Regions from separate parts of the Sus scrofa genome. Here region 1 is linked to region 2. A link is a contact called in public HiChIP or PLAC-seq data. All regions are on one chromosome and are shown on one strand. The core of a region is the stretch at or near the end of the contact, and the rest is flanking DNA. Distances in the headings are between cores, read along the strand shown. Region 1 holds the start of IRF9 (interferon regulatory factor 9). Region 2 holds the start of GMPR2 (GMP reductase 2).

Region 1 (2,700 bases), core at 197-2,696, 70 kb before region 2:
CATGATGGCATCTCTGTGTTCCCTCCCTGGAGGCTGCCTCCCATGCCTCTGTCATATCCCAGCTCTCTTGGGGCTTTGTGGTCCATGGCCTTCCTCCCCCTGACAGAGTCCCTTCCTTCCCTTACCCCTAGGTGGCTGCCGAGTGATGGAGCAGAAGGAGGTGCCCAATGGCTTCCGGGACGAAGCCTGTGGCAAGGAGACTCCTGCTGGCTATGCTGGCCTCTGCCAGTGAGTGGCAGGCAGGGCATGAAGCATGGCAGTGGGGGGGAGACAGAGGGACTGGGTCTCTGGGATCAGTAGGTCCTGCAAGGAGTGGGAGATGGGGCCCTTCCAGGCAAGAGGCAAAGAGAGGTAGTAGCAGGCAGTGGGCGCAGGTTGGCAAGCGCCTACCGAGCCACGGGTGAGGGGTGTCGGTCTTGTTCATCCGAGGATCAGCCAAACAGAAGAACAAATATTTCGCTCTATCATCTCCCCAGGGCACACTACAAAGAATATCTTGTGAGCCTCATCAATGCCCACTCTCTGGACCCAGCCACCCTGTATGAGGTGGAGGAGCTGGAGACAGCTGCCGAGCGCTACCTGCACATGCACCCCCAGCCGCTGCCTGGGGAGGATCCCCCAACCTATCACGCACGCTTATTGCAGGTAAAGCCTTCCCCCGGCCTGGCCCCTGAGCCCACTCCCTAGAAATCCCCTGTCCTGCCTGTGTCTGAGCCCTGTGCTTCGTTTCATCATCTTCTCTCTCCTTCTGCAGAAGCTGATAGAAGAGGTGCCCTTGGGACAGAGTATCCCCCGCAGGAGGAAGTAGCTGAGGGCGAGGGTCCCTTGGTCCGACTTCCTCAGGAGCAGCTCCAGCACTAATAAAGAGGCATTTCCTTGCCCAGGCTTCTTGGTGGTCCTTCTTCCTGACCCCACCATCTGGGGGCACCAGGGAAGGGGGGGTGGTGAACAGAGCTTTGCCAAAAGGGCTCCCTCAGCCCGCTGACCAGCCCACTCTGGACTCAGGCCAAGAAGGAACTGGCCTCGCGGCTGGCCAGGGGAGGCCCTCCGCATCCAGCCCCCTGGCCTGAGCTTCTCTTTCCCTGCCTCCTTGCTTTCACCAAATCCAGCTGATGTGTGGGCTCACCTAGTAGGTAGCAAGCAGGCACTGTAGGGGAAGGCAGATGCCCAAGTAGTACAGAGCTAACCAGCGGCCCCAGGCCAGACTCCAGGATACTGCAGCCTCCCTGGGGAAGCAGCTGTGTCACAGAGATGGTGGGATCCGAGCAAGAAGTGTCCTGAGGGAGGAAAGGGAATGAGGCCCAGCGGGCCAACCATAAGCATCTCAGCTGCTGCTTCCCCCTAGTGGCAACCAGTTGCCCTGCAACTCGGAGACCACGTGATTTCGGGGAAACGGACCTCCCTGAAGGAGAACTGAAACTTAGGGTGGGGACTGTAGAAAGGGGCGGAGAAATCCAGAAGCTGCCTAGCCGGGAGCTGAGCTGTGGTCGGCTGAGCCCTGGGACAGCCTGCACAGCAGCTCAGGTAAGATTAACCAAAAACGGCTGTCAGCCTGGGTCAAGGTCGGGGAAGCCCTGCGGGAGGTGGTGGGTGGGGGCTCCTAGGGACCCCCCTGCTAGACAGAGGAATACCAGAAGGCTTGTGAACCAGGGAGCTGGAAGTTTGGCTTGAGTGAAAGACTGGTCAGGGGCCGGTGTCCCACACCTTATCTGTTGGCAAAGGACAGGAGGACCTACTACCGGGTTCTTGAGGGAAGAAGGCATTGCCCCATCCCCGATTGTTTTGCTGCCTTCTGGCCCTGCCCACTTCCGCCCCAGCTCTGCCCCCTCTCTCTGCCCCACCTACCCCTGGGACAAGCAGGGGGGAGGGTTAGGGGGCATCAAAGGATAAGTTGTGGGGATGGTGGGTGAAGAGGGTTGATGAGGCATCTCAAGCAGCTGCTGTATCTGCAAATGCTTGGGGGTGTCAAGCTCTCTCACTGGGAGCAGGACACCAGGGCATTTTCCTTCCAAACAATAGATTCCTAAAAAGTCTTAAGACCAATTCCTGTTGCCTTCCAGATGCTACATCTTGGTAGTTTGCCTGTTTGTTTGTCTTTTTGCCTTTTCTAAGGCCGTTTCCGAGGCTCATGGAGGTTCCCAGGCTAGGGGTCTAATCAGAGCTGTATCCACCGGCCACAGCCAGAGCCACAGCAGCGTGGGATCCGAGCTGCGTCTGCGACCTACACCACAGCTCACGGCAACGCTGGATCCTTAACTCACTGAGCAAGGCCAGGGATCGAACCTGCAACCTCATGGTTCCTAGTCGGATTTGTTAACCACTGCGCCACAACAGGAACTCCAGATGCTACATCTTGGGATGTTAAAGTATTTCCGGTGATTGCTAGTGATGACAGAAACAAAACAATTCAGCCTCAGAATTCTGAGATATGTCCAGAGACAAAAGACAGAGGGGGTCTCTGGCAGCCCTTTGCCAGAATCCAGTCCCTCTGGCGAGGATCTCACTCTTCCCAAAATGTCCAGTGACAGCTTCCCACTGATCTTATCCCCAGGATGGCTTCAGGCAGGGCTCGCTGCACCCGAAAGCTCCGGAACTGGGTGGTGGAGCAAGTGGAGAGCGGGCAGTTCCCAGGAGTGTGCTGGGACGACGACGCCAAGACCATGTTCCGGATTCCCTGGAAGCATGCGGGCAAGCAGGATT
Region 2 (2,700 bases), core at 155-2,654:
CATGGATGGACCTAGAAATTATCATGCCATACAATGAGACACCAACATCAAATGATTTCACTGACATGTGGAATCTGAAAAAAGGACAGACTGAACTTCTTTGCAGAACAGATGCTGACTCACAGGCATTGAAAAACTTATGGTTTCTGGAGGAGACAGTTTGGGGGGTGGGGGGATGTGCTTGGGCTGTGGGATGGAAATCCTGTGAAATCAGATTGTTATGATCATTATACAACTACAAACGTGATAAATTCATTTGAGTAATAATAATAAAAAATAATAGCCTTTAACATGCCTCCTGGCCTCAATCCTTAGCTAAGAGGTGGAGGTGGATCAGAAGGACTAAAGAGGTTAATGGTTATTATGCATGGTAAATACACTAAGGAGCTCACAAAATAACGATAGACTTACTTAGCTGTAATAAAACCTAAATAACGTTGCACTGCATCAATTGTTCGTTTTTGCCTCTCTGTCTGAGGGTACACAGGAGGAAATAGTAGATAAGATTAATGAGGGTTGGTGAGGAATCACAGGAGGCGGGATAGAGATGAAGGAAACACTTGAAACTAACAAGAACTAGGGCACTGATAACTAACCTGCCTCAGTCAAGGAAGTGAGACTGGTCCAGGATGCTGGGTCAGAAAGACAGGTGCTGACTGAACACGCTCCCAGCTTTGTTTCCTGACGGCCGGCTGAGGCACTACACCTTGGCGACAACTAGCAAAGGCTTACAGTCTAGTTCCTGGGAGGCTCCCAGTTCCCTAGGCTAACCTTTTGGTGCTGTGCTCAGAGGAACCTACGTTAGGGGCTGGGAGAAGCAGGTTATCTGGGTATGAAGGATGGAGAACAGAGCTTATTCCAAGAATACGAGAGAGAAGGAGACCAAAATGCTGCTAGGCCTTCTCTATGACTGCGGCGGTTCGAATACAGAGAGAGCCCAAACAAAGGCGGCCTCTTTCTGCGTCAAGGCACACACCTGGAGTGAAAGCAACCACTGCCGAGACCCCAGGGTCCGCTGGCTGGGCCAACCCCTAGCTCTCAAAGCCCTCTTGCCCCCCCCCCCCCCATCCCATCACCCCTCGCGCGGAGTCCCGAGGCTGTCAGCCCCCTCCAGGCTCGGGAAAGGCATGGTTTTCCTTCCCGGCTTCTCCCTTAAGGCACTGCGGCCAGCCCAGTACCACTGAGTCTTGGCAAGGGTAGCAGTGCTCCCACCTTCACTTTAATTAGCATCTTCCTCCCAGTTTAGAGCTGCACACAGGTAAATTGCTGCTTCTGCCGCTGCGGTCGCCGCTACCGCTCCCCAGCACTCCGCCTGTAGAAGTCACTTCTGCTTCCGGGTCACTGTCTGGCTCCACCCACCCGCTCCACCCCCTCCTTTCCACGGGGTTCTGGAAAGGCTCAGAAGTGCTCTCGCGTTTCTTTTTGGGGGCATAAAAAAAGAAGGCAGTCCGTTTAGTTACAGCAGAGATGACGCCACTCCGATCCTGAGAGTCCCTAGCGAGCCAGGGCTAGTGGACAGTGGGGGCGGGACGAATTACTTCTCCCATCATGCCAAGGAGCAGGCCCGCGCGTCCCACCCTGGGAGTTGTAGTCTCCTGTCCCTTGAATCCAACGGCATTCTCAGCGTGTGAACTCTGTTACCCAGAAGTCTTCTCAGGTCCTCCACCGAAGCTGGAATTCCTTGGTTAATTGTTCTCTCTGGCTATTAGCGGAACCTGTTAGTGTGGCCCACGAAGGTCAGCGGAGCTGCGCGAGGCTAGTTGCTAAGCAAGAGGACCTTCGGTCAACTGCCACCTGGGCCTCGACGAGAGGAAGTGAGTACCCCTACTCCGGAAGCTGGTTATGGGACCCCACTGTTCCCTCCTGGTCGGCTTCTTACCCCAAATTTCTCTTTGCAAGGGCAGGAAAAAGAAGAGTGACCTTTCTAGGGTCACTCACGACTCCGCTCCAGTTCTTCTCCTCCAGGAAATAGTACGTGGGATGGAAACACCAATAATAATTGAAACCACGGGACAGGTCTGAGGTGACTGTCTTCACGGACCGTGCCTCGGCCAGTGCTCTGATCTTCCACATCTAAGCAAGAAGCCCTGCCATTAAGGCCTAAGAGGAGATTGGTTCAGCTACCACTTCCTTACTTTTCCTACCCTCCAGGTCTCAAATTCGTCACTACCCCGAAGTCCCTGCCATGCCTCACATCGACAACGACGTCAAACTGGACTTCAAGGATGTCCTGCTGAGACCCAAACGCAGTACCCTTAAGTCTCGAAGTGAGGTGAGCCTGCTTCCTTTGTTGCTTCTTCTTGAGCCCACCTAATTGCTCCTGGTGGGCCAGGACTGAGACAGATTCCTGGCTCTTGCCCTCCTGCAATACTTGTCTTTTGGATCAATAAATGCTCAGTGTCCTGTTCCTATCTGCAGGTGGATCTCACAAGATCCTTTTCATTTCGGAACTCAAAGCAGATGTACACTGGGATCCCCATTATCGCTGCCAATATGGATACTGTGGGTACCTTTGAGATGGCCAAGGTTCTTTGTAAGGTAGGACTTCCCTTGTGCCCCTTCCTCATAGTGTCCAGGTTTGGGGGCTGACTGCAGAGGTATCTGCATCTCCACCCCTATCTCAGGTCAACTCTAGCAATTAACAGTGAGGATGCTCAATTTACTGTTTTAAAGCAGTACTAAGACCCCTTTATCTGGATT

The links. HiChIP or PLAC-seq counts read pairs in DNA pulled down with a chosen protein or histone mark.
Region 1: an H3K27ac HiChIP or PLAC-seq map of alveolar macrophages shows a contact between it and region 2. The contact joins the promoter of IRF9 here to the promoter of GMPR2 in region 2. A contact is called at or near these places in 12 of 47 Hi-C or Micro-C datasets (alveolar macrophages, blood, embryonic fibroblasts and 5 more) and 2 of 2 datasets of contacts at active chromatin or transcription factors (alveolar macrophages and skeletal muscle).

What each region holds. Positions count from the first base shown.
Region 1 is chr7:75,138,387-75,141,086 of Sscrofa11.1, reverse strand. It overlaps IRF9 (interferon regulatory factor 9), which reads left to right and starts at 1,446. Exons shown (of 9, transcript NM_001078670.1): 1 at 1,446-1,524; 2 at 2,552-2,700. The coding sequence starts at 2,553.
Region 2 is chr7:75,068,783-75,071,482 of Sscrofa11.1, reverse strand. GMPR2 (GMP reductase 2) reads left to right here and starts at 1,404. Exons shown (of 10, transcript XM_001928014.5): 1 at 1,404-1,814; 2 at 2,152-2,272; 3 at 2,419-2,538. The coding sequence starts at 2,186. NEDD8 reads right to left here and starts at 1,536. Exons shown (of 4, transcript XM_003128544.4): 1 at 1,213-1,536. The coding sequence starts at 1,230.